4 separate regions of the Mus musculus genome follow, and regions 2, 3 and 4 are each linked to region 1. The links are chromatin contacts, called in public targeted proximity ligation maps. All regions are on one chromosome and are shown on one strand. The core of a region is the stretch at or near the end of the contact, and the rest is flanking DNA. Distances in the headings are between cores, read along the strand shown.

Region 1 (6,434 bases), core at 887-3,386:
GGCCCAGTCTCTCACCCAGGTTCCAGCCAGACCATCTATTCCTCTGGTGCCTTTGCTACACTCACCTTTACAGTGTCGAATGGGTGCCCCAGGACCAGGCCCACAGCTCCTGCGGTGGCAAGAAGGTGGTATGAGTGAGGCCTGTGTGCCAAGTCTAGGAAGCAAGTCTATGCTAGAGGAAAGAAGGATGCAGGCTGGAGCAGGAAGGCTGCGTGTACTCAGACACCCACCACCTACATTCTTGGGGCTCCACAGACATTCCTGCTGCCCTACTCTGCTCCCCTACCATACCTGGTACTGGGTCACAAAGACGCTGGGACAAAGGAGGGAGACCCATGGCCTCACTTGAGGCCACACACACAATAGGAAAGAACCAGGTGTTACACTATCCCCAGCTCTGACCGTGGAAGATGAGGCTCCAGACTGGTCGTTCTTAACCTGTGGCTGGTGACCCCATTGGGGGTTACAGATCAGATATTCTGTGTATCAGATATTTATGTTATGAATCATAACAGTAACAAAATTAGTTATAAAGTAACAGTAAAATAATTTTATGGTTGGAGCTCACCATAACATGAGGAACTGTATTAAAGGGTCACAGCATTAAGAAGGGTGAGAACCACTGCTCTAGAAGGAGTAGCTACTGTTTCTAACTGTGTCAGCAGTACTTCAGCCTTCCTTGCAGAGTTCTGTGGCCTTGAATGAGAACAGGCCCTGCTGGCCACCTCCTCCTGCCTTCTGCCTTGTCACAATTATCAGTACAGAGTGGGGAGCCCTTCTTAGCGTCCTGCTGGACCCAGGGGAGAAAGCCACACACTGGCTAGTCTTAGTCTCTGCAGAAGATGCTGTTTCTGGGGCTTGGGGTGGCCCTCACCAGGGGTGCGTTCACAGTGTCCTTTCTCAAGGCTCAGGAGTGCACCCATTGACAGGTAGGGCAGATTTCCAAAGGTAAAATAAGGACAGGACAGCCGGAGAGATCAAAGGTAAATGTGTTCTGGTCCCCTCACACTGGTCTGGGAGAAGGGCTTGGGTGAGGTTGTACCTTGGCTGTCAGATCCCCACCGCCCCCCGACAGTATGGCCTTCGGATAGAGAAGCAGTTCCTGCTTGCTTCTTTCCTCTCGGCCTCCTTGGCCATTCCCAGAAGGCTCTGGGGACAGCTGGGTGCGGGTGCTCCAGAGGGAACAACTTCTCTCAACAACCCATCCTCCCAGGGAAGCCACCCACCCTTAGGGATGATAGGACAAAAAGAAGAAAAATGTCTCACCAGAGATCCAGCCAGCCACAAACTCTTCCACGGGCATTTTCTGGGCTCCTGTGGGAACTGGTACTCCGAGCAGGCCCGCTGGAGACTGTTGCAAGTGAGATTCCCCACCCCCTTTCCAAACCCGATAACCTCCCACTAATGTTTAACCCTGGCTGGAGTGTGCGTGGTGGCCCAGTGCCCAGACCTCAGGCAACCATTAGCGAGAGTGAGCCAACGTCTGTGACCCTGAGACTGGAAGAGGCCTGAGAAGTAATGGAATCTCTAGAGGCAGGTTGACAGCCACAGAGATCCAGGGTTCTGTGCCTAGACAGTGACAGCCATGCTGGCTCACAGAGGATGCCAACTGAGTCCTAGTTTGGCGAGCCTCTCGAAGGCTGCCTTAGTGAGCAAGGACCTGGGCCCTGCTTGACCAGCCAGTTCATAGCAAATTCCCATTCATTCCCACCTACCCTGACAAGCTGTGGGGCTATGTGAAGTCAGAACGTGGCCACGAGGTGGCAGTCCCAGGCTACAGTGGCCTGCAGCAGCCACCTATGCCTAGTCAGAATAAGAATAACCCAAAAAGAGGGAGGCCCCGGCCCCCAGAAGTGACTCACCAGGCCCTGAAGCCTGTTTGTCTGCTCTCTCCAGAGTTGTTTACAGCCATGAATCAGAACCGCAGCCTCCTTTTGCCCAGGGGAAGAAACAATGGGCTTTTGACTGTGCAGTGGCCCACTGCTGCGCTACATCAAAACCAAAATTCCGCTCTCCTGCCTCTCTGCCTCACGATGATGGGGCAAGATGGTCCTCAGCAGATACCAGGGCTTAGATTTAGATTTCCCTGTTTCTAAACTGCAACAGTTGCAGTTCCTTTCTTTAAAAACTAAGAAGGAAGAGGCCGAGTCGGAAGAGGCTCATGTACCGCCCTTCTCCTCTGACCTCATGTTCTGCTTCCTGCTCCACTGAAAAGGGCTCTCAGCCGTGAGGCCCTAATGCCGGCATTGCTTCCTCTTCTTGGACCTACTCTCTCGGACCTCCTTCAAGCTAGGGCTGAAAACTCCCCTTTTTAGTGAGACCACTCCACAAGTCATCTCAGGGACAATTGTAATGACCCCTGGCCCCCGGTGCCCCTGCCTCTGCACAGCCACCTACATGCATAAGGACCTTTATATGTAATATATATGTAATAGGACGTGGTGAAGATTCGTGAAAACCAAGGATGAGGGCGAGAGCTGCTACTGTTCCATGCGACTTGACTGGGCCTCTTTCTGAGATGGAGAAACTTTCCTGGGGACCCGAGAGGGTCTGGGCAGTGGATGGTGTCGCAGTGCTGTCTTCCCAGGCCTGTTCTGAAGGCTCTTGGTCTTGGACAGAAGTCGGTCTCTGGACAAGTCCCTTGCCCTTGCTCTTGTCGCTGATCTATTATGAGCAGCTAACTGGTTGTCTATGCAGTCAAGGACCTGTGACTGCTTGATCCGTTTACATGTTTAAAGGATTAGAGAACGTGGCACAGGGTAGACAGAACACATGCTAATGAATGACGAATGGATGAATGAATAGAAAGGTCAGGAGCAGCATCAGTGGCCAGAAGAATGAAAAGTCCAACGTTGGAATGGGCAAAGACCATGTGGTACACATACACAACGCAGTTTTAGGGTGTAAAGGACACTAACATGGTGTCACTTGCAAGCAACTGGGCAGAAGTAGAAGATTATTATGGGAAACAAAGTAAGCTGACCTCAGAAAGACCACCAGCATCACACTTTCTCATGGGTAGACTCTAAAATTACACACACACACACACACACACACACACACACACATGCACACACACACACATACACACACTTTCAATCTTGTAAGATTTGTGTGGCTGAGTGTTTTCCCTACCTGTTTCTTTCAGGTGTAGCTCAGGAGTAGAGTGCTCAGTTTACATGTACAAGGCCTGGGTTGAACACACACAGACACACACAGAGACGGAGAGAGAGAGAGAGAGAGAGAGAGAGAGAGAGAGAGATTTTTTTTAAGTATCCAACACATAAATGGTAGCTACTAATCCTCTTGGTTCCATTTACAGAGCCCATAAGATGGCAAGTGACAGAGAGAAAAGGGCTTGGCCCATGTGCAGCACATGGTGGATAAGAAGGAACTGAAGATTCCTCCTCTCCGCCTATAGTGGTTTATGTCTTCTATAGCAATGCTGAGGCCTTCTGTAATATTTGTTCTTTTGTTGTTTTGTTTTTGTCTTGGTAGTTTTTGTTTGTTTGTTTGTTTGTTTGTTTGTTTTAGAGATAGAGCCTCACATATCCGAGGCTAACTTTGGACTAGCTGTGTGACCAAGTTTGGCCTTGACTCGTGCTGATCCTCCTGTCTCCAGCATCCAAGTGGTAGGATTATTTGCTTCCATGGTTGGCCTGCCTACTACAGTTTTGCTTGTCCCCACCCTCCTGCCCCCCATACAGGGTCTCACTGTATAGCTCTGTGTGCTCTGGAAATCAGAGATCTGCCTGTCTCTGCCTCTCTCTGCTAGGATTAAAGGCTTGTGTGCCATTAAGTTTGTCCCTAAATGAACTAAATTGAAAACTCTACAAAACAAAAACAAATACTGAAGGCAGGAGCTTTCATCTGCTTTCCAGCAAAGAAACCAAGTGGCAAGGAGAACTCACGTCCCTGCACCAGATCCCAAGTGACTGCTGGCACCAGGAACAATTTCTGGCTCAAGTGGCATGTATATGGACTTGTTTTTCTCCATACATTCCAGGCCTTAGGCACACACGTGATGGTTTGTCAGAACAATTTGGTGATAAGATTTTGGGAAGCACAATGCCTGGCACTTCGGGATCTTGGAGGCTATGTCTCTAAGACAGCCAGGCTTATGTGACTGCACCCTGGAAGCACAGCAAGTCCCATGTTTCCAACCTACATTCGTAATGAGAGTGAAAGGGATTGTTGGGAGTCATTCAGTCCAATCTCATGCTACAGGTGAAAAACAGATCTAGCTGGGAAGGGACTTGTCCAGGGCCCCGATTCCTACCCAAGGCCAAGAGCCAGTACCCCTTCAGGCCTTCAGAACAGGCCTGAGAGGACTGCGGCACCATCCACCCACAAGGTGGGTCATTTTAGAGAGGGGCCCAGTCAAGTCACACGGAGCGGTAGCTGCACAGCTCTTGCCCTCATCCTTGGTTCTAATGAATCTTCCCCACATCCTATTACAGACCAAGGGTCTTATGCATGAAGCAACACTACTCATGTAGTTGGCTGTGCGGGGAGTGAGGGCGACGGGAGAGGGACAATACAGGACTCGGGGGCGTGGCTAGACCGGGTCTTTGAGACTTGCGTGATCTAAGTAAGCTGGGAACCAGGGTGGGTAGGAAGGACCAAAGATCGAAATGCGGGAGTACGCGTGCGCCGAGGCTTCTGGCTCCGATTGGCTCCTTCAGTCGGAGAGGCGGGGCCTCGGGTTTGTGCTTCCTCCCGCGGCAGCTTCTGCGGCGTAACGCCTGCGAATCGACCCTGGGCAGGACCGGAGACCCCGCCGGCCGGTGTGGTGGTGGGTCCAGAACTGGAGGCCTGAGTCGGGTGGCATTCTGGAGTGAGGCAGTGGGCTCTGCGACCCTGCAAGGTGAGAGCGTAGCCACACCCTGCCCGTGTCCCCGCCCTGGACAGGGGCGCGTCCCGACTTGTTTGGCCATTTCTTGAGAAACTTGAGACCCCTGCACCTGACGGTCACTTCCCTGACTCAGCCCACCCGATCTGCACTCGGCTGAGGGTCACTCTCTACTTTCACCCTACACATTTGATCCCTGAACATAGGTTAAGAATTGTAGACCGAGACCCCTTTGCTTCTTGGTTGAGAGCTTGAGGAGACCATCTCCTTAAGACCCCCCCCCCATTAATTGTCTAGAGTTCTTTTTGCAGATGGAGGGGGCAGAAGGCAACGCGGGGCAGCCCGGCCCTGCGGAGCGGTCCCACCGAAGTAGCGTCTCTTCAGTGGGTGCCCGAGGTAGGTCTCTACTTTCTTCTTTCATCTCTTTTGAACTCTTTGGTTCCAGCCTGGGGACGTGACTCCAGTTTGTCTTTTTCAGTAAGTTAATCATGTAGTAAATAATAAGATTTGTTTAGATGTGGCGGACTCAGAAATCAAAGGACTTAGCTGAGATCTGTCTCTAGCTTAGTGACTGAGCCACACTCCTGAACTTTCTCTTGTTTTCAAATGAAGACACATGATTGGAAAAGGGCACCACTTCCTTTGTCCCATTTCTTTTTTTGCAGACAGCTCTTTGAAAGCAGGGATTCTCCACCTCTTCATTTTATTGGGAGGAAATTAGGACCTAGAGAGGTTGTTAGGTCTCAGACTACTGGAGCAGACCAAGGTTGATCATGAACTTGACCCTTCAGGGCTGGTTTTTCTGCCTGTAAAGTGGATCTGAGCCAGTCTCCTGGTCTCTCCAAGTAGCTGTTGGAGCAGAAAAGACCAGAATCTCAAAAGCTCCTTCATTATGATGTCCACTCTCACCAGCCGTACTGGATTGGCGGTGACCTTTTGAAGAAGCGCTATTAACTGTTTTTACAGATTTACAGCTGGATCACAGAGTCAGAAAAGGATGCAGGCTGAGAACGAGGCCTCCACACTCCATGCTCCTTTACTGCGCCTGTAGTTCAGGGATGGGGAATTTGAGTCTGGCCAACCTGCCAAGCATCTTTGGCTCTGGCTTCAAATGGGAATCCAGCTTGTTATAAGGGAACACTGGCTGTTTGAGTTGTTTATTCTTTCCTGGACTGCTTAAAGCTATCTGCAGAAGCCACAGCATTGATTCTTAAAGTTTTGAAGAGTCCCAGTGAAGCCGAGACCTGGAACCTGCTGTAACCCAAGGTGGCCTTAGAAATCCTCATTGTCCTCCTAGTCAGACCCAGTCAGAGTCAGGTCACTAGTTGGCCTTGTTCCCAGCCTGATAGGGAACTGTCACCTCAGGATGGGTTACCCCGTGTTGTTTCTCCACCTGAGAAATATTGGAAACAACAATATTTTGGTGCTGCAGAGGAAGGGGGGTGGTTTTTATCACCCTACTTTGAGCCTCAGGGGTGAAATGGGGCTGGTACCTGGCCCGAGTTTCTGGATGGTTTGAGGTCCTTGAAGGCAGCATTTTTTATTTGTTTATTTTTAAAATACTGGGTCTTGCTATGTAGCC
Region 2 (6,798 bases), core at 2,479-4,978, 520 kb before region 1:
GGAGATGTCCCCTGCTTCCTGTGACCCCACTCTCACTCAGACATGCCACTCAAACTGACTTGAGACCCAAACAGCAGGAGCCACCATCCTAAGCAGTAACATCCCCCGGTCCCAGCAACTCCCTCACGTGTCCCCTTCACCACGAGCTCAACACACACTGATGGACAACGTACTCTGTGCCAGGCGCTGTGCTAGGCGCTGGGGTACAGAGATGAGCAAGACACGGTGCCTGCCCCCGAGGAGCTCACAATCTAATGGGGGAGACAGACACAGAAACACACTGTCACCGAACAGGAGTCTGCCCAGAGCATCTGGGGGTAAGGCAAGAATGGCAAATTCTGCTCTGCAAGAGAGGAGCACCCTCGCTGAGCAGGGACTTCACACTTGTGCTGAGTCTGGTGAGAATGGAGGAGACATGGCAACAAGAGGGAGCACCATGGAGAGGAAGGATGCAGGACAGACAATGGCGAGCAGACCCCAGGAGCTGCAGTATGAAGTGTGCGGGAGACAGGGCAGGAATGTCAGGCTGGCCTGGCGTCACAAAGGGCCCTGACAGCTGGACGAGTGCTCTGAAGGAGCCAGGGGGCCATGGGAGGTTTTAAAGCAAGAGAGTGACATGACCCTCACTCATTCAATTGAACAGACATTTATTAAGCACATATGGTGTAGCATGCGTAGTGCCCCTTGCGCTCCGCCCCCACGCACACACTCTCGATGTCGATGAGGCTGCTGTGCCTGCGGTTCCCTTCTTGGTCTAACAGAGCCTTCAGCTCCTTGATCTGTTCAGCCAGCTCTGGGTTCAAGTCGAACTCTGCTGGGAAGGCTGAGATCCAGTACCTGGTGGAGAGGCAGGCACAGTGAAAGTCCTCTCAAGTGGACAGGGGAAGAAACTACATACAGGACGGTGCTCACTAGCAGAGGGAAAGCATCCCAGGGTGCAGTGTGCTGTGGTGAAATGCAGCCATTCCCACCCCACCCTTCATCCCAGACCTCTGCTTCTTCTCCATCCACAACCCCGGCAGAAACAACAGCAAGCGGGACACACCGAGGCCGGCAGCACACATGGACAGTGTTCCCCGGTAAACCCACACGGTAGGTCCCCTCAATGCTGTCTGTCCACTCCTACAGCCCACACGAAGCTTCAAAAGGGTAGCAAGAGGAGGAGCCAGGGCCCAGACTCACCTGACCAAGTGACACGTTTTCATCTGTAGAGAATTGGAGTTGTCCTTCCGGGATTGCTGATAGGTAAAGGAGGGTTAAGGGCAACAGACGGGAACCTATGGTTAGGAAGAGGAGCGGAAGCGCACCCAAGGGAAGGGACCTGGGCTCTGACGCATGGGATGCTTTGAACCCAGGAGAATGCATGGGGAGAGGGGGAACTGATAAGTCAACTCTGGGGGCAGGCAGTATTGATGGAGGCGGAGGGTTGGATTTCACCATAGATGGAGAGGAGGCCCTGGGGCAGAGCAGGGGCTGATCCAAGACGTTAGGGGAGAATGAGGCCAAGGCCTAGGTAACAGGAGAGCCCAAGTCCTCAGTTAGGCACAGGGCAAAGCCTAGGTCCTAGAAGACTGATCAGTGTCTGAATTGTGTGATATAGGTAGGGTCTGCACTCTATGTTCTAAGGTCTTGAGCAAGCCAAGCAGAATGGACTCGTGGACAACAGAGCCTGAGCCATGCCCCATCAAGGATATAAGTGGAGCAGTTTCGAAGCCAGCTGAGAGGAAGGTATGTACCAGGGGTGCATCATGAGAAACATGCGCACTAGCTGTGGATCTCGCACCTTTCCGGAGTCATCTGCTCCAAAAGTCCAAAAGAAGCCAGCTGACCCTTGGTCCGGAGGCACAGATGCCTAGTCTGCAGTCTGGTGACAGGTCCCTGGGTCTGCACTCCGGACCTCACCCACCTACTGCATTTCCCAACACTCCAAAGCCAGGAGTGAAAATTGAGAAATAAGTCTGGGTGGATGAGGGGTACCACAGGATCCAAAGGCTGGAGGAGGAGAGCTTGGACCAAGCCCGTCGTCAGGAGGGGAACCAGCTGGAGCGGAAGGAGCCTGGGTTCCCCGGGGTCAAGAATCCAGAGGTCATTTCCTGAGTGTTGGGGGAAGGGGCACCCCTTTCACCCGATAAACCAACCCCCATCTGCCGGAAACAGTTCCCAGGCTAGAGATAGAGAGTTCCTCCGGATCCCCCAGGGAGACAGATAATGCCCCTCCCAGGTCAGTGTTGGGACCCTGGGGCCCCTTCCTTGACGTCTGTACAAGGGGTACATTGGGGTACTTCTCCGCAAAATCAAGGAGCTTTTCTTAAGAAGACTTCAAAATAGGAGCCTGGGTAGGTTCTGGCCTAGAGTCTGGTTCAGGGTCCAGCTGGGTGTGACCCCTCGTGCTGCATGCAACTCACCAAACGCTTCGATGCAACCACGGAGCAGCTCCTCCACGGTGCAGCCCTTGTCCAGGTCCAGAGTGCTCGTCATGGCTGCCGGTGCCAGTAGGCTAGACCCAAGCTACACTCTCAGAGCCTCCCACGGTGCTCAATTCGGACCCCTGTCCTGGGAGAAGTGGGAGTCAGCAGAGGCGCGGGAGGTGGGGGGAGCGGCTCGGCGCGTAGGAACGGGGCGGAGTGGGCACGCCCCCTGCTGGGCATGGGCGGAGTTGCCTGCCGTTGCCCCTCTAGGGTTAAACGGTCCTGCCCCGGGATGGTGCAACTCGCTAGTTGGGAAATGGACTAGCTGAGAGGCTTCCGGCCCACCCGCGGAGTCGCGGGAGGTTAGAAGGGTTCTACGAGAATAAGGGACGAGCCAGGACCCCAGGGGTTAGTTAGTGCCCCAAGCCTCCTGGCGGGCCCTCCTCTCCTTGCATTTGCTCCCCACAGGCACCTGCAACACCCCACAGCTTGACTCTGCACTCCTCCCGCTTCCCCTCCCTTCACAGCCTCCCTTCCCCCGCAGGGTTATTTTGGGAACCCAGTGCCTGAGGGGACCTCGGAGGAATTTCTCCCTGGGATGGAAGGAGGGAGGAGGGAACCCAGGAGTCCTGCCTACATCTCCCCCTCCTGGGCTCCCCGAGTGGGAGGCGGGGCCGTAGCATCCCCCAGGGGCCTGCCCTTGGGGAGGAGGGCTAGAGAGAAGAACATTCCTGGGGCGGGGGGTGGGAGGGGTAGCCCACTGCGGTTGGGAGATGTCAGTGGGAAGCCAAAGCCTGGGAACCGCGGACTCCCAACCCACAAGTACTAAGGTCCCAGGAGTCCGGTCCTAGCCCTTCCAGAATTGCCATATATCTTCCCAACCTGGGCTCCCGCCTTCCCACCCACCCTGCTGCATAGTTAAATTGTGCGTGAGAGCACCGAGTAGGGAGCCCAGAAGGGGCCGCTAGCGCCATGGCCTGCATGACACCATTAATAATCCTGGTCATCAGTGGGGACTATAAAAGCACCCATGCAGGAACAAACACCTATTCTCTAGACTAGGTATTTGCCGAAGGCCAATGACCTACATTAAGTGCAAGAAGACCCTTTTCACACACACCAGGGTCATAGACACCTCCCGTCCTAATCACACACAATGGCACCCACATCCCATGCACACCTGCAATGAAAATCCTCAGCCACACATACCCAAGTCCTTTACTTCAGAATGCAAACCTGAATGCAGTTCACCTCCCAGACCTTCTGTTCACTTGAACCAGCTCAGCCTCTGATCTCTCGATCACAGTAGCTCTGACATCTGAACACGTGTGCACACACGCAAAGACAGTGCATCTCCACGCATGTACACTCCCACACGCATCCACATACCCCCTGGTTGCGCACACACCCATTCTGCCGCCCCTCCCCCCTCAACCAGGCTCCAGGGCTCGCAGCCCCAAAGCCTGGGGTTCTTTACATTCCTGGATCTCGCCAAAACCTTGTCCCAAGGAAAGGGACCTCGCCCTTACACAGACTCCCCTACATTAGGGAATCCTCCCGAGGACTTCTCAGAGTCGTTCCCTCCTGACTGTTACTTCCTTGCTGGGTGACCTTGAGAATCATTTAGTCTCTCTGAACCTCAATTTTCCCATCTGTCAAATGGGGACTTGCAGGGAAGAGCCTGGTAGATACGTTTCAGGCGAGCACCGGAATGCCTCGAACGCCCCCCTCCTGCGGGTGGCTCTAAGTGCCTCATCCCCTCCGCAAGCTCTGTCCCACCCAGGACCGCAGATTCCCCACCCACCCGCAGTCCCCGCCAGCCTGCCCCTAGGAGATCCCTAGGGGCCGCACCCTCTGTGTCCCACGCCCCACCCGCGCGCGTGCTCGCTCACTCACTCTTGGGACCCGCAGCGCGGACCCCGAACCCTGCCCGGCCAGCGCCACCTCCGTGCGCTCCCGCCCGCCGGCCTCGCTGCGGCTGCGGCTCCCACCCGGTCTCCGCGCCGCGGCCCAGCGCCCTGCCGCCCCGCCCCCTCCCCGCCCCTGCACCCCGCGCCGCGCCTCCTCCACCGGGGACTCCCCCTCTCGCCCCGCGCGCGCCGGGCCCTGAAGCAGATTAACCCCTCCCCTGCCGCCCCAGAGAGTTTAACCGCGGGCGGGGGGCTGCGCCACTGTTGGTGTGGGGACCGCGTGCAGCAGCCCTCCCCCACCGCGACACCCCCGGGCTCTGCGCCCCGCCTGGGTGTCGCACGGAGGAAGCCGGGAGGGGCAGGAAGCGGACTGCGGTGGGGAAGGGGCGCCCCGCCCAGCCCCCCGGTCCGGGTTCCTGTTTTCGAGACAAACCGTTCCCACGGGGTTCACCCTGCCCGGGCCCGGGCGTCTTCCTGCGGGCGGCGGAGGCCCGGGCGTGGTGGAGGTCGCGGGCGTGGGGCTGCGGATCCTTGCGATGGCCTGGGGGAGGGGCTGGGACAGAATGCGAGCTGGTTTTGGTCCAGTGGAGCCTCAAAAAGCCAGGAATGAATGAACGAACACGCGGCTCCCTGGGAACCCAGGTTCGTTGTCTAGAGATGGGGCGAGGGACACCCCACTGGGCAAGAGAGAAAGAGGCGTCTATAAATTGGGTAGGTGCTTTGCAGTTTCGGAACTGGAAGCCTTGGATGCATGGGCCGAGACGAGGAACTTGGGAGGGGCAGCCACAAGCAGTTATGTCCCTCACACCTAGCCTAGGGATAGGTAACAGTTTCCGGCCGTTTAGACTCACTATGAAACCCAGGGCCGCAAAACCCCTTCCGAGGATTGCCCCTCCTTGCCTTGGGCGAGGGAAGCAGTCCTCTGCACTTCAATCTTGGTTTATGTGAGGCTCAGAAGAGGCCCCTTATATACCTCAGTTTCTCCAGAACCGGGAATATACCACTGTTCTCGCCTAAACGATCTGCGAATGCCCTAAGCCCTAACACTCCCCTGGTTTTGAATTTATTTTAGCCACCTGCTAAGAGACCCTAAAACGCCGCAGTGGGGCGGGGCTAGGGGCGGAGCCAAGAAGGCGCCAAGCCTCCTCTAGACCCTCCCCCAGACAGCGGGGAAAGCTCCGTAGTCCGGGAGGATTCGGCCCGAGTACCGACTCCCTAACCCGGTGGGCCCCACCCAGACAGACGCCCCGCCCCCGACCAACTAAGCTGGCCGCTGACCTAGTATGGACACAGCGCTGGGAAGAGAGGCGTGGAGGGCGACACCGGAAAAGGGACTGAGTCCCAGACACCGCCTATGGGCCGCCCCTCTCTCCCCACAGAGGATGCACCTGCCGCGGTGTGTGGGGGGGGGCTGGGGGGGCGGTAAGGAGATGACTGCGCAGCAGCTGTTAAGCTCTCCAAGAGCTAAAAATATTTTGCAACAGAGAAGAGTAAGGAAGAGCAGGAAGAGTCGATTTATTGGGGAGTGGGTGCACTTGGTTAGACCCCATCCATACATAAAAGGAGTAGGGAGTTGAGGGAAATGAAGAGGGCAAGGTCTTCATCACACTAGGCATCAGGACCTAGAGACTGGGGAAAGTGGGTTCCAAAGTGGGTAGGGTAGAGATGTAATTCCAGAGGCCCACCTCCTGGAGTGGGCCTGATCCCAGGAATTGCAAACAGACTCAAGGGCGGGTATGGGGTCTGATGTGGAAGCTCAGATCTTCTCATCTGGGGCTGGCAGGCGCTGGCGAGAAGGTTCAACACCCCAGATCTCCCGGGCATACTGGGCAATGGTGCGGTCACTGGAAAACTTGCCAGAGGTGGCTATGTTCCTGATCACCATCCGTGTCCACTCTCTTGGGTTCTGTAGACAGCAAGGAAAGCTCTAGGTTCATTCTGCCAGCAGGCTGGCACCGCTCTCCCTCATCCCGGCCAGAGTCAAAGCCCTGCCAGCCCCTGGCCGCTGGACCCCTCACCTTGTACAACTCACTGACTTTGTCCTGGCATTTAATGTATTCCTCATAATCTGCAAAGACTTTAAACCTAGAGGAGAAAGGAGAGAGCAGAGCTCTGTGAGGTCAAAGGCCAGGTCCTTGGCGCAGGCGCAGCAGACGGCAGGAGCCTTCCGGCCCACCCAAGCCCTGTTCCTCCATGAGCCCCATGCCTGCGCCCCACGCAGCCTCGCCAGCAGCTCACCGGTCATGGTGCATGAGCATATTGACAATGTCCTTGAACAGGTCAGGCTGCTTGGGGGAGAAGAAGCCGCTGCTTAGCTGTTCGATGATCTGCCGAAGCTCAGGAATTCGGTCGTAGTACTCCTGGGCATTGTACCTGCCAGAGCGCACCTGTAATCAGCTCCCCACAAAGGGGTCCCCAGCTTCCCAGAGAAAAGCTGGGAAGACCTGAGGCCCAGGGCCTCCCCAGCTCCAATGCACTGT
Region 3 (6,272 bases), core at 834-3,333, 810 kb after region 1:
GGGCTGTTGGAGCTGCTGTGGAGGGCACCGAGGGCAGCTGTGGCACTGATTTGGGACTGGGAACTCCTTCCCTTGGGACTAGAGGGGCTCTGGAATAGGAATGTGTAGGGCTGATAGATGAGGTCTGGTTAGTGGGCCTCTGAGGGGGGAGGGGAGAAGAAGGGAAGGCTGGGGGCTGGTTGGCAGCAGGCACAGGAGTTTCATGGACAGAAGACCTGGAGTTGGTAGGAAGAGGGGGCTGGAGAGCTGAGACAGAAAGCTGGGGGGCCTGGGTTCTGATACCTGGAGCATCTGGGAGCAAAGGGTGTTGATGGGCTTTAGAAGTGGTATCCCCAGGATCAAGGTGAGGGGGGACTGGAGGCAAATAAGTGATAGTGTGGGTATCTGGAGACATAGGGGCCTGGTGGGGAGGGAAGACTTGGGGATAGTTGGTTGAGATAATGGGGGGCTGGTACGGAGGAGACCGTGCTGGGTGAGTGGCCGAGGTTATCCCAGGCTTGTGGCCAAAAGGCAGGTCTGGATAATTGGCCTTGATTTTGGGGATCTGGTGCTCAGAGAACACAGCTGGAGGTGTGGCAGGGGCCATGGCAGGTGGGTGGACAGGGCTCAGGGGTGGGCGTGTAGCTGAAATAACAGAGGTCTTGTGGGCAGAAGGTAGTGTGGGTCGAGTGGCAGAGATCACCATGGGCCGTGTGGCAGACACCACTGAGGAGTGGTAGGGGCCCCTGGGGGCACTAAGTGGGGGTGGCCAGGTAGGCTCCAGGTGCAATCTCTGAGGCTCTCCATCCTGTGGGAAGTTGGGCCTATAGGGCAGGCCAAAGTCAGGTGGATGTGTAGGTGCCAGCCATAGGATCCCCTGTTCCTCTGTCCAGGTGCCATCAAAGTCCTCCCAGGGCTCCTCTTCATCCTCCCCTTCTTCTCCATCATCCAGCAACTCATCTCTGAGATCCTGGGAAGCCTGGGCACCCATGGCTCCTGCAGGGCTACAGCTGATACCATCTGCCTCAAGCTCGTGACCCTCGCTGCAGTAACACTCAAAGCCACCAACATAGTTGACACACATCTGCTGGCACACACCAGCAATCTGGCACTCATCCGTGTCCACGCAGCGGTGTGGATCATCCTCAGCTGGCCGGAAGCCAAGGCGACAGTGGCAGCTATAGCCTTGTGGCCCTCCAGGTTCACACTGCTGCTCACAGGGGGCCTGGGCACAGGGGTCTTCACAACTGTGCCCATCTGCTGCTAGACGGAAGCCTTCACTGCAGCGGCAGGACACAGCACCGTCCACCTCTTCCACACACTCATGTTCGCAACCCCCATTGTCAGGACCACAGCCAGTCCCTGGGCACAGCGGGCCAGTCTGGGACCAGCCCACGCCACCTGAAGGCTGTTTCACGCACAGCAGAGAAGCTCCCCTGCCAGCTTGGCACTGCACAGCTGCCACGGAGCCAAAGGGCAGCCATTCGAACTCGCTGGAAACCAGGTTGAAGGGTGTGGTGTAGACAGCGGGACCGGCCTGACCCACCTCAAGCGGCAAGGCAGGGCAGGCACCCTCAAAACCAAACTGGCAGAGGTAGCCATCGACAGCCAGTGTGCACGAGCCTTCGAGCCAGCGATGCTCTCCGCTGGCCTCAAGGGCTGCACAGCGCTGGGCTGGGCAGGGTCCTTCCGTAGCCGGCTGGGCCCAGTTGGTGAAGGCGGTGTCCTGGTCTCCCGTGGTCCATATGAAGCCCCGCAGTGGGCGCTGCGGCTGGCATTGCCTAGCCTGCCGCTGCAACCCAATCCATAGCAGCCCGTTGGCCGGCCCGACCCCCACCAGGCTGTCCACACGCTGGGCCTCCTCTGGGGTCCGCGGTGTGGCCAGGTTGCCCCCCAATTCGCGGCACGCCCGCCAAGCTTCCAGGAATGTGCGGCGCCGGGGAAAGAGCGCGTAGCAGCTGCTGGGGCCGCACGCGGCTCGAGGCTCCGGCGTCCAGGGGACCTGGCCCAGTGCGGGCACCGCGGCCACCCAGGCCAGCAGCAGGCGCAGCAGCATCGCGACGCCCCCCGACTGGCCCGGCTCGGGCCTGCCGCTGCTCTTGACAGGGGGAGGGATCAAGGCCTCTGGCGGGAGGGCCGGGGGCGGGCCCGGCGGACTCACGCCTTGTAAGGAGTGGGCTGGGGCCGCTGCCAGCTCCCCTGCTAGCTCCCCGGGGGCTGCTGGAGCAGGAAGCAGTGGGGTGGGGGGGGTTCTGGGGTGAGAGGCGAAGGGCAGAGGAGGGGGGAGGTACAACTAACGGGCTACCTCAGGCGTTACAGAGCTGAGAGTCAGGGAAAAGGGAACCTGTCTGTCTGAGAAGCATCCCCAGTCAACCCTCTGAAACTTCAGCGTTGTTTGCAGCTAAGGCAGCTGGGGTGAAGCTGTCTTCCAGAGAGACTCCCGAAAGCCGGGATCTGGATTCACCAGTATCAGTATACTGGCTGCATTCTGAGCTCAACGACTTGATCGGGCCAGCCCTTTCTCATCACACATATGTGAACGACTCCTTCCAAGCCTGGCAAGAGCATCTTCTCTGACACCCTATCTAAGGCCGCCAAACCCCAGCCTCACACACGCAGCTCTCCTGACATGCTGTGTATGCCCTTAGGTGGATAAGCTAGGATGATGTGGCCTGCTAAACGGTCTCAACGATGAGGCCCCACCCATTCCTGCCTGGGCCCTGCGTGAGAATCAACTTGATAACCTCCTTGAGAACCACCTCAACCAGACACGTATTTGATGAGCCCTTCGCTCAGCCTACCTCACTCCCAAGTTTTTTTGGCTCCAGCAGGACCAGCATTAGGGGTTAGGGAGGGGGGAGGAGGCCAAGGCCTGCTCTCTCCTTACCCTGGCTCAGTCAGGGGCCCTGGGAACCTGGGCTTAGAGCGGGAGGAGGCTGCCCCCTAACAGGAAATGCCTCTCCAGGCTTCTGCTGCAGGAAGGCAGGGTGCATGACTCTGGGCTCTGTGGAGACTGAGCTCTGCTCAGGGTGAGCACGGCTGCTATGAGGGGACCTGTGCAAGACCATGTATGGGCATGGGGACACAACAGGATAGTAAGTGTGACACAGGCATCACATTGTCCTCCTTACTCCCAGGGTCCTCTTCCAGCCCTTCCTGGAGGCCTCTGGAGGTTTGCACACTGGGCCAGGCACCCAGGGTGGCCCTGGGATTCTGTGTGAAGGATTAACCCCTGCATTCTCTTTTTACCTTTATTTATTTATTTATTTATTTTTAAGAGATGGAGTTTGCTCTGTTGCCAAGGCTATTCCAAACTCCTGGATTCTAAGTAGCAGGTACTACAGTCACCCAACACCAGGTAATCCTTTTATACCCTTGGGGTTTTTTGTTTGTTTGTTTGTTTGTTTTGGTTTTCTGAGACAGGGTTTCTCTGTGTAGCCCTGGCTGTCCTGGAACTCACTCTGTAGACCAGGCTGGCCTTGAATTCAGAAATCTGCCTGCCTCTGCCTCCCGAGTGTGCCATCGTGCCCGGCTACTCTTGGTTTTTATTTCGACTTTTAAAAACATTTTTGCTTTCTGTTTATGAGTGTTTTTCCTGCATGTATGCGTGTGTACCGTGTGTGTGCCTGTTACCTTCAGAAGTCAGAAGAGGGCATCAAATTCCCTGGAACTGGAGTTACGGGTATTTTTAAACTACCGTGTGGGTGCTGGGAACCAAACTTGGGTCCTCTGCAAGAGCAAGAAGTACTCTTCGCTGCTTAGGCATCACTCCAGCCCGTTTTTTATTTATTTATTTTTCCGAGACAGGGTTTCTCTGTATAGCCTTGGCTGTCCTGGAACTCACTCTGTAGACCAGGATGGCTTCGAACTCAGAAATCCGCCTGCTTCTGCCTCCCGAGTGCTGGGATTAAAGGCATGCACCACTACGCCCTGTCCGTTTTTGATTTTTTGAGGCAAAGTCTTACATGTTGCCCAGGCTAAGCTGGAGCTCACTGTGTGGTCCAGGATGACCTTAAAGTCCTGGTCTTCCCATCACCTCTGAGTCTGGCATTAACACACGATCCTTTATATTCTCCGCAGATTCTGAGCCAGCTGGGGATGTGGCTTCGTGGTAGGGTGATGTCTGGTCCTGGGTTGAATTCCCAGCACTAAAAATCTCATGACCCATGGATGAGAAAGTGAAAGAGAAGGTTTGTTCTTTGGAACACTGTCCTGGCCTGGATACTCTGCTACTAACCTGTGTGAGTTCGAGGCTCTCTGAGTCCTCGTTCATGTCCCACCCCCATACACCCCACCCCTTTTTAAAGACACTATGTAGTTTACACTATGTAGTTCTGGCTGGTCTGGAGCTCACAGAGATCCAAATGCCTCTGCTTCCCAAGTGCTAGGATACACACTCACGCATGCACGCACACACGAGCACGCACACGCTTCTTTCTCCTCTTCATTATTTCAATCCTTTCCACTTCCCTTCCCTCCCTTTCTCTTCTCTTTTCCTGCCTCCTCTTCCCTTTTGTGTAGGTCTCTGTGCAGCAGTACTGAGATTATAGGTGTAGGTGACCTTGCCAGGTTTCCATTGTCCCCCTCCACAACATGGGGATACATGTGTGCGGACTCTTCAGCCCGCTATTGTGTTATAGCCCTCCCTGTTTGCATATATGTTTTGTACAGGACCAAGGTTTGGTAGTCTCCTGAGCAAATCTGGATGCCAGTGGGGACCCGGGTGCTTTCACTAACTTCCTCACAGTGCCCAGGTCGGCACTGCAGACACAGCCAGGCTGTGAGAACTGCTGTTTATACAGCACTTGCCTTTGAGCATAAGTCTTATGCTCAAAGCATGCAGGGCGACGCCCCTTCTCAGGAGAGCAGAGGCCATCATCCCTCAGCTGGAGCAGAGCCAAAGCTTGAGCTCATCCTTCTCTCTCTCCCACACCCCTGGTCCAGTATCTCAGCAAATCCTGTTGGCATCGTTTTCAAAACTAGATCAAGAGTGTGACCACTTCACAGCACCACCTTTGCCTTTCTGTCCACCGCGGTCACACTCCATCTCCTAGTTAGGACCCTGCCCCCCACTCCTCTTCCTCCTTTTCTCCCTTATGGGGAGAACCGTTAAAAAACAAGAGGGCTGGAGAGCTGTCTCAGTGGTCAAGAGTACTTGCTGCTCTTGCAAAGAGCCAGGGCTAGGCTCCTGTTACCCACACGGAGGCTCATAACCATCTGGAACTCCAGTTCCAGGGACTCTGATGTCCTCTTCTGACCCCTTCCATACACTGGGCACACATGTAGTGCATACAGTATATGCAGGCAAAAACGCTGATAAAATAAAATAATCTTGCCCACGTACACACAAAGAAAAAGCAGACCTGGCCAGATCTAGCCACCTCTGTTCACGACCCTCTCTGGCCATGTCTCACTCAGAGGCAAGCAAAGTCCTGCTATGTGATCTGTCTCTAACGCTCAGCCAGCCCTCCCCTCCCTTTCTCCCTTGGTCCTTCTGTTTGTTCTAGCAGTGTCTGTGTCAAGCCTTAGGCCCACCAGACACTGAGCTTTCATCCCATGTTCTCTCCTTCCTGCAACATCCAAATGCCCTCCCCCTTTGCCTTTCACTTTCTTGGGTCTCAGTTGAAGCAGAATAGTCCCTGAGCCCCCACACATGACTCTCCTCTCTCTGAGGTCCCCCTACCTCCCACCTCTCACCAGTTCCCTCTGCCATGGTATATGCTTTGTTGTTGACTTGAACCCCCTTATGACCTGACTCCTACCCAGAATCCCTCAATCCTAGCTGGCATTATTGCCATTCAGTGACATATAGTTATGAGTGGTTTGATCTGTGCCCTGGCTTTGACCCATATGTGAATAGCATCCTTCTAGTTAGGACAACAAAAACATATCTCCAGTTATTGCCAGGTATCCTGTGCCCAGTGGAGAACTCCCATCTTGGGAGACTGCTCCAGCAGACTCACAGTGAGCCCTGCTGTGCCTTGGAGCCTCTGGGCCTAGAGCCTTTGCTTAGTAAGAACTGTAAGTAAGAGCCGGGCAGTGGTGGCACACGTCTTTAAATCCCAGCACTTGGGAGGCAAAGGCAGGCAGATTGCTGAGTTCGAGGACAGCCTGGTCTACAGAGTGAGTTCCAGGACAGCCAGGGCTACACAGAGAAACCCTGTCTCGAAAAAAAAAAAAAAAAAAAAAAAAAACCAAACCAAAAGAACTGAAACAAAAGAACTGTAAGTAAGAATTAGTAAGAAGTGCCTGAAATCCCAGCACTTCAGAGTTGGAGACAGAGGAATAGAAAG
Region 4 (6,513 bases), core at 2,269-4,768, 780 kb after region 1:
GTTTCTCTACGGTCCCCAGTACCCTAAAGCAGGTGTATGTTTGATGTCCCCTCCTTTCAGCATAGAGCCCAGCTTAGGACATGCCGGTGTGTACATTAGAACACAGTGTACTTGAAGGAAAAGAGGAGCTGGGGCGATGGCTCAGCAGTAATTGTGCTCACTGCTCTTACAGAGGACCTAGGCTCCTGTTCCCAGCACTAACGTGGCAGCTCACAGATCTCTATCACTCCAGTTCCAGAGGAACGGACCCCTCTTCTGGCATCCAAGAGCATGAGCCACACACACGGTGCACGCGTAGCCCATTTATAGAAATTCCATCCTTTGTACAAGTTCCATGTCAAGCTGCTAGAGTTGTTAGTATCAGAAGCAGGTGAACCTATCTCCTTCATCAGCCATGGTCGCCATGGGAGGAACCTTTACCTCCCATGGGCTCCAAAGCTTCAAAATTTAAAGGCAGGAGATTATGTAGCTCAGTCGTGAAATGCCTGCCACATTTGGGGAGGGGCGGGGGCTTGGGGAAGTGTTGAAAAGGCATTTTCTGTGTAGCTCTGGCTGTCTTAGAACTGACCAGGCTGGCAACTGAGAGCTTCACCAGCCTCTGCCTCCTGAGTGCTGGGAGTAAAGGCGTGCACCACCATGCTTGCCTCCTTTTCATTATTTTTAATGACTTATTTGTATTTTATATGCATTGGTGGTTTTGCCTTCATGTGTGTCTGTGAGGGTGTCAGATCCCCTGGAATTGGAGCTACAGACAGTTGTAAGCTGCCTTGTGGGTACTGGGAGTTGAACCAGTGCTCTTAACCACTGGGCCATCTCTCCAAGCCCCCCTTTTCCTTTTATTTTGAGAAGGTCTCATTGAGAGGGTCTCATTGAGACCCTAGGCTGGTCTCAAACCTGTGATCTTCCTGCATCAGTCATGCCTGGTGTCACCTGCCTTTCTTCTGATGTCCTTGGCTTCCCAGGAGAGGGTTAGGGAGAAAGAACTGCAGGAAGCAGCAATGACTGTAGGTGCAGGCGGCTGTTGAGGTGATGGCCACTGGCAGGCACTACTCCACTCTGCTTCTGGTTTTCAGGTTTCCGCATGGGAGAGAACCAGGGGAAAGCTAAACCTGGGCTTGGGGTGGGGGAGAGACTTTGTCAGAATCCCCGTGCTCGGGGCCTGCCTTTCAAAGGAGTCCTGTTCTCTAGACCTGGGTTGACCTGGGTGTGGGTGTGCAGTAACTTTGGACACTGTGCCTAGGAGTCCTACGCCAACGTGAAACAGTGGCTGCAGGAGATAGATCGCTACGCCAGTGAGAATGTCAATAAACTCCTGGTAGGCAACAAGAGTGACCTCACCACCAAGAAGGTCGTGGACAACACCACGGCCAAGGTGAGCAGGCCTGCCCTGGCTGTCAGGGGTCTGGGGCCCACATGCCTTCACCCCTTCTCTCCCTGCTCCCCTCTCTCTCTTCTTCCCTTCGCAGGAATTTGCAGACTCTCTGGGTGTCCCCTTCCTCGAGACAAGTGCCAAGAATGCCACCAATGTTGAGCAGGCATTCATGACAATGGCTGCAGAGATCAAAAAGCGGATGGGGCCAGGAGCAGCGTCTGGGGGTGAACGGCCCAACCTGAAGATCGACAGCACCCCTGTGAAGCCTGCTAGCGGTGGCTGCTGCTAGGAGGGGCACTTGGGGGAGGGCACCTTGTCCAGATGATGCCCCTGGAGCGGGCAGGAAGTGCCTCCCTCTCCTAGGGCATTTGAGTCTGTAGCTTTGGGGTGTCCTGGGCTCCCCATCTTCCTCTGGCCCATCTGCCTTCTGCTCTGAGTCCCAGTCCTGTCAGGGCCCCCGTGGAGGACATGCAGAGCCTGTGGCTGGGGTGGTCACAGGGACAGCTCCGCTGCTGCCTCTGGGTACCTTGAAAAGATGCCCACCACGCACCTTTCTTTGGAATGAGGGCTCCGCTGTCTGTCACTCACCCCCATGTATGCTGCACTGGGTTTCTCTTTCCTTTCTTCCCAATAGCAAGGGCCTCCCTGCCTCTGCTGCCCCTGGGTGCAGGCAGTAGCCAGGGGATCCAGGGCCTCAGATCCAGGGTCCTGCATCGGACCTCAGGACAGGTGCCAGGGCTGCGAGAGCCCCATAGCCACCTTTTCCTCATCTCTGCCTCACTCCATCGCTCCCACACAGCTTGAGCCGTCCAGCTGCGGTTAGGTCTTGAGCACATCTAGGGTAGGTGGGCGGATGGCTGCGGGGCCTGTGTCTCAAGCCGGGAGGGAGCCTGCTCCTGCCTCCCCCTGCCCTGCCTGAGCCAGGCCCATGTGCTGCCTGCCCACCGAGCCCCTTTGTCCCTGAGGAAAGCGGAGGCGGAAGGCCCACCTTGCCAAAGGCCGGGCACCAGCCTTAACCCTCACTCTGCCAGCACCACCTCCCTTTTCCGAGGCAGCACATCTGGCTTGTTCTTCCTCCATTCCTCAGAGCCTGACAGGGCCAGACCTGCTTCTCTGGGGAATGTGGGTGCAGCTTGGGGTTGTGGGGCTCTTCCCCCTCCCAACTCAGAATCCTGGCCCCCACCCTCTGGCACAGCTTCCTGTAGAAAACCTTTGGTCTTTACCTAAGAAGCCATGTCCTTTGTGCTGTCTCTTGCCAGTCTCACCCTACAACCTGTCCTCCCCCTCCAGTGTGTATTTAAGTCCCTGGGCTGCCCCTCTGGGAGGGAGCCTCTTCTCCCAGGTTCCCCTCTGATGTCACATCAGGCATCTTGCAAGGAAAAGCCACTTGGGGGAAGATGGAAAAGGATGAAAAAATAAATTTCCACTGGCCCTTGGATAAGCCAAGGGTTTTTGCAAGGAAGCGGTGGTGACTGAGTGTGGTCTATGGTCAGAGTCAGCTTTGAGTTGCTGGGTGGAACTGGAGTCCAGAGTTTGGTGTGATGCATGGGGGGTCCTGGCTTGGACTGTATCTTAAGCTTGCTGGTAAAAGCCCTTGACCCACATACTGGGGCTGGGAAAGCCTGCTGTGCGGCTATGGGATGTCCCCAAGGGCCCAGCATGAATCTGTCAGAGGGAGGCTGGCAGGAGGCCGTCAGGTGAGCCACCAACATCCACTGGGACAGGCGTTCAAGGCATGAAGTTAGAAGCAAGGAGCAGGCGTTGGTCCCCCTGCATTTAGTCTTCCCCTCCTCCAGTCCCCGACTTTAGTCCCCTCTTGTGGCTTGAAGCCAGATGCCAGCTATCCTGAGCTTTGACAAGCGCTGCTTTACATTAGGACCTCAGTTGTATCCCCCTGAGCCAGCACTCTGTGGAGACGGGAGTACAGAATGTGGCTATAGTGGGCTTAGTTGTCCGAAAGTTGTACCAGGAACGGGCTTCCAGGTCTGCATGTTCTGGAGGTGCACAAACACTGGGCTCATTGGGGTGAGTGGCTGTGCTGGGCTGATGAGGCTGGCGGAGGGGCGCTCTGAGTCTCAGCCCCGCCCGAGGCCGCTGCACGGCGGCCCCGCCCCCGGCTCCGCCCCGCCGGCTTCGCGGGCTGGAGAGCGAGGGAGCCGCGGGCGAGGGATCGCAGGATGAGCGATCGGGGCCCGGGCAGCCGGCAGCGGACGCGCCCCCCGAGCCCCACGGCCCGCGCCCCGCGTCCCCCACGGCCTCGTGGCCCTGGTCCCGGACGCGCTGTCCGTGTCCCTAGAGTCCGGTGGGCCATGCCCGTCCGGCCCTAAGTGTGGGCCGGGGGGCGTCCCCTTGCGCCCAGACCCCGCGCTGGCGCCCCCCGGGCCACCGCCCGGCGCGGGGGCCATGGCGTTCACCTTCGCAGCATTCTGCTACATGCTCACCCTGGTGCTGTGCGCCTCCCTCATCTTCTTTGTCATCTGGCACGTAAGACTGGGCTTGGACTGGGGGCGGGGTGGGGGGCAAGTGGGCTTATGGAGCAGGAGGGGGCTGGGGCTGATGGTATCAGTGCTCCGGGGAAACTTGAAAGGTCTTTTCCACTAGCCCCCATGGTTTCTGTTCGCACCCCCCAACACCCCCTTGTCGTTGGCTTCCTTCCCCCGGGGCAGCCCCCCCCTTCCTTCACCGCCCCCGCCTGTCTGTGGGTATGTCAGTAGGTCCTGACCCTCTCCTTGCTTCATCCAGTCATTGGGCAGGGGCGGAATTCTTGATCCTTCTATATTCTCATCCATCCACCCCCGTCTGTCCATCGGGCAGTTTGTCTGTGTGCCCCCCCAGCCCCCCCGCTGAACCCCTCTCCTTTGTGGGTTTTTCCAACCAGAATGATGGAGATGGTTGCTATGGCAACTGCATCTGTTTACAAGACCCGCATATCTTAGAACCCATTAACCCTGTCCCCTCCTGGACCCCTCTGACCCAAGTGGGATAGGTTCGAAGCAGCTCAAGAAACCTAGCTCCCACCTGGTCTCACTCTGACTCTCCAGCTTCCTTCTGATTCCTTCACATACGTGCCTTTTGTCTTTCATGTCCCTCACTCCTGGTCTGCCCTCACCCTGGCCTAGCCTCACACCTCACTCTTCAGAATGTCTCTTGTCTCATCTCAAATGGTTTCCCATTGGAGAGGGTTCTTGTACCTAGTTCTCTCCTGGGCTTTCCCAAGGGCCTCCTCTACCTGGTTCTTTCTCCTCTCTAGAACTGTGAGCCTCTGGCTTACTGTTGAGGTCTCTGCCGGCTCCTTCCAGCTGCCCCTCCTCCAATGCACTCAAACGGGTCCCATACAGGCCTGTCTCTCTGTTGTAGCTACTAGCATGCACATCTCCTGGTCTAATCCTCTTTTAAGTGTTCTCTTATCTGACTGCATCCAGCGTGCCTCCGTCCCCTCTTGCTTTACCTTTCTTGCTCTCCATTTCTTGTGTCTTTCTGGGACTTGCTGCCTCCCAGAAAGCACCCTGTCTCTTCCTTTGTCCTCCCCTCCTTCCTCTTTGACAGGTACTAGATCCTGAGCCCCCACAGGCATCTCCAGACACACACCATCTCCAGCCCAACCCCTCACTTTGCTCCAGTCTTGATCTAGGTCTCCCAGTTGGGTTTCTTGTCCTCTGCTCCGTTTCTCTCTTCCTCCATCACTTCGAATCCATTATGCGCTTCCTGTCCCAGGCCCCAGGGCCTTGGACAGTTCTGTGGGGGAAGAACAACTTGGGTCCTAAGAATTAGAAAAAATGGGGGGACCCAGGCAGGATAGCTAACTAGCTCCTGAAATTCAAGGAGCCCCTTCCCACTCACAACTCCACTTTCCCTGGTGGGGCCCTTCTTAGGAGCTCAGAGCCTGCCTAGGACAGTTGCATAGCAGCTGCGGGGGAGTCAGGCTGCATAAGACCTGGACCTTGCAAAGTGTCCAGGCCGAGATGAAGTCTCCTGAGGTTGGGAGCAGCATCTCTGTTCTCTCGACAGACCTTTCTGGGACCCCTTCCACTGTGAGGCACTGAGCTTTTCACCCATTTAGCTTGGTCCTCTTATCAGGCTTATCAGTAAAACCAGGGCTTGCACATGCAAAGTCCAGGAGAGAGAGCGTGGTCCTCAGGTCAAAGCTGTTCAGAAGTAAAACCCCAGGACCCACTAGTCACTAGGCAACCCTGGTGAATGACGTGTGTCAGCTGTCACAGTGGAGAATTGTTTGTTCCGGGGTTGGGGGTGGGGGGAGACGATGCTGAGTCAGCGCCAGGCAGCCTGGGGGGGGTGGGAGGCTCGACACCCTCTGCCTACTGGTGGTGCCAGTTCGGGGGCAGACAGACGGTACCCTTCCGCCCCTGCTGGACCCTGTTGCTGTATCTCTCAGGCAGGCAGCAGCCCAGAGTCAATGAGGAATTGGGGGAGGGGCTCCAGATGGCCCCAGCTCCCTCCAGGAAGCCCATGTTCTTTTCCTCTAAACCGTATGGGGTCTAGGATGTTTGGGGGTGGTGGGCCTGCTGCCTCATCCTGGAGCTACAGGGGAAGGAAAGGGACTCCCCTTCCCCCTCAGTCAGGCTTCTCTGCCAGCCTGCCTCCCCCAGGTTACCTGCAGTTCCTTCCAGGTCCACAGCTTCATCTCAAATATCTGCTCCCTCAGGAATTTCTGAATACACCACCATCCCCCAGACACAGACACACCATAATAGAAGGTATCTTGGGGCCTTCTACTGTCACTCCCCCTATCACACAGGCCCTTTGAAACTGGCTACTAGAGAGCAATGGGTAGCCATTTCCATGACTACCATCCTTCTCACTTAAGACCACCATGCAATGAACCCCTCCCTGGACACAAAGCAGGCCAGCCTGCCCTTCACTGATCTGCCCTTGTATGACAAAGTGGGTAGTACTTTTAACTGGGTTATAACTTTACTACCTAGTAGCCCTTGTGGCCCTGGACAAGATACCTAACCTGTTTTCTCATCTGTAAGTCAAAAATGAAAGCAATACTAGCACCTAAGTCATTAGGTTGTTACAGGGTTCAAGCTAATGAAGCCTGCTGCGTGTTTATCTTGGCTGTGACTGTTAGCCAGCTTGTATCCCCAGCATTCCTAAACTGTTGTCCCCATTTCCTGGCT

Evidence for each region.
Region 2: a contact with region 1 is called in a targeted proximity ligation map of pancreatic cancer cells.
Region 3: a contact with region 1 is called in a targeted proximity ligation map of pancreatic cancer cells. A contact is called at or near these places in 2 of 130 datasets of targeted methods (microglia and pancreatic cancer cells).
Region 4: a contact with region 1 is called in a targeted proximity ligation map of pancreatic cancer cells. A contact is called at or near these places in 1 of 484 Hi-C or Micro-C datasets (CD8 T cells) and 1 of 130 datasets of targeted methods (pancreatic cancer cells).

What each region holds. Positions count from the first base shown.
Region 1 is chr19:5,873,524-5,879,957 of GRCm38.p6, reverse strand. Slc25a45 (solute carrier family 25, member 45) reads right to left here and starts at 2,136. Exons shown (of 6, transcript NM_134154.4): 1 at 1,267-2,136; 2 at 66-109. The coding sequence starts at 1,303. Frmd8 (FERM domain containing 8) reads left to right here and starts at 4,750. Exons shown (of 11, transcript NM_026169.4): 1 at 4,750-4,867; 2 at 5,164-5,248. The coding sequence starts at 5,164.
Region 2 is chr19:6,397,471-6,404,268 of GRCm38.p6, reverse strand. It overlaps Rasgrp2 (RAS, guanyl releasing protein 2), which reads right to left and starts at 3,728. Exons shown (of 17, transcript NM_011242.3): 1 at 3,618-3,728; 2 at 2,406-2,548; 3 at 1,695-1,797; 4 at 1,183-1,245; 5 at 706-837. The coding sequence starts at 2,478. It overlaps Pygm (muscle glycogen phosphorylase), which reads right to left. Exons shown (of 20, transcript NM_011224.2): 18 at 6,557-6,691; 19 at 6,337-6,403; 20 at 5,805-6,224. The coding sequence ends at 6,075.
Region 3 is chr19:5,063,889-5,070,160 of GRCm38.p6, reverse strand. Cd248 (CD248 antigen, endosialin) reads right to left here and starts at 2,083. Exons shown (of 1, transcript NM_054042.2): 1 at 1-2,083. The coding sequence starts at 2,035.
Region 4 is chr19:5,095,526-5,102,038 of GRCm38.p6, reverse strand. Cnih2 (cornichon family AMPA receptor auxiliary protein 2) reads left to right here and starts at 3,518. Exons shown (of 6, transcript NM_009920.4): 1 at 3,518-3,856. The coding sequence starts at 3,776. Rab1b (RAB1B, member RAS oncogene family) reads left to right here. Exons shown (of 6, transcript NM_029576.3): 5 at 1,241-1,372; 6 at 1,467-2,832. The coding sequence ends at 1,661.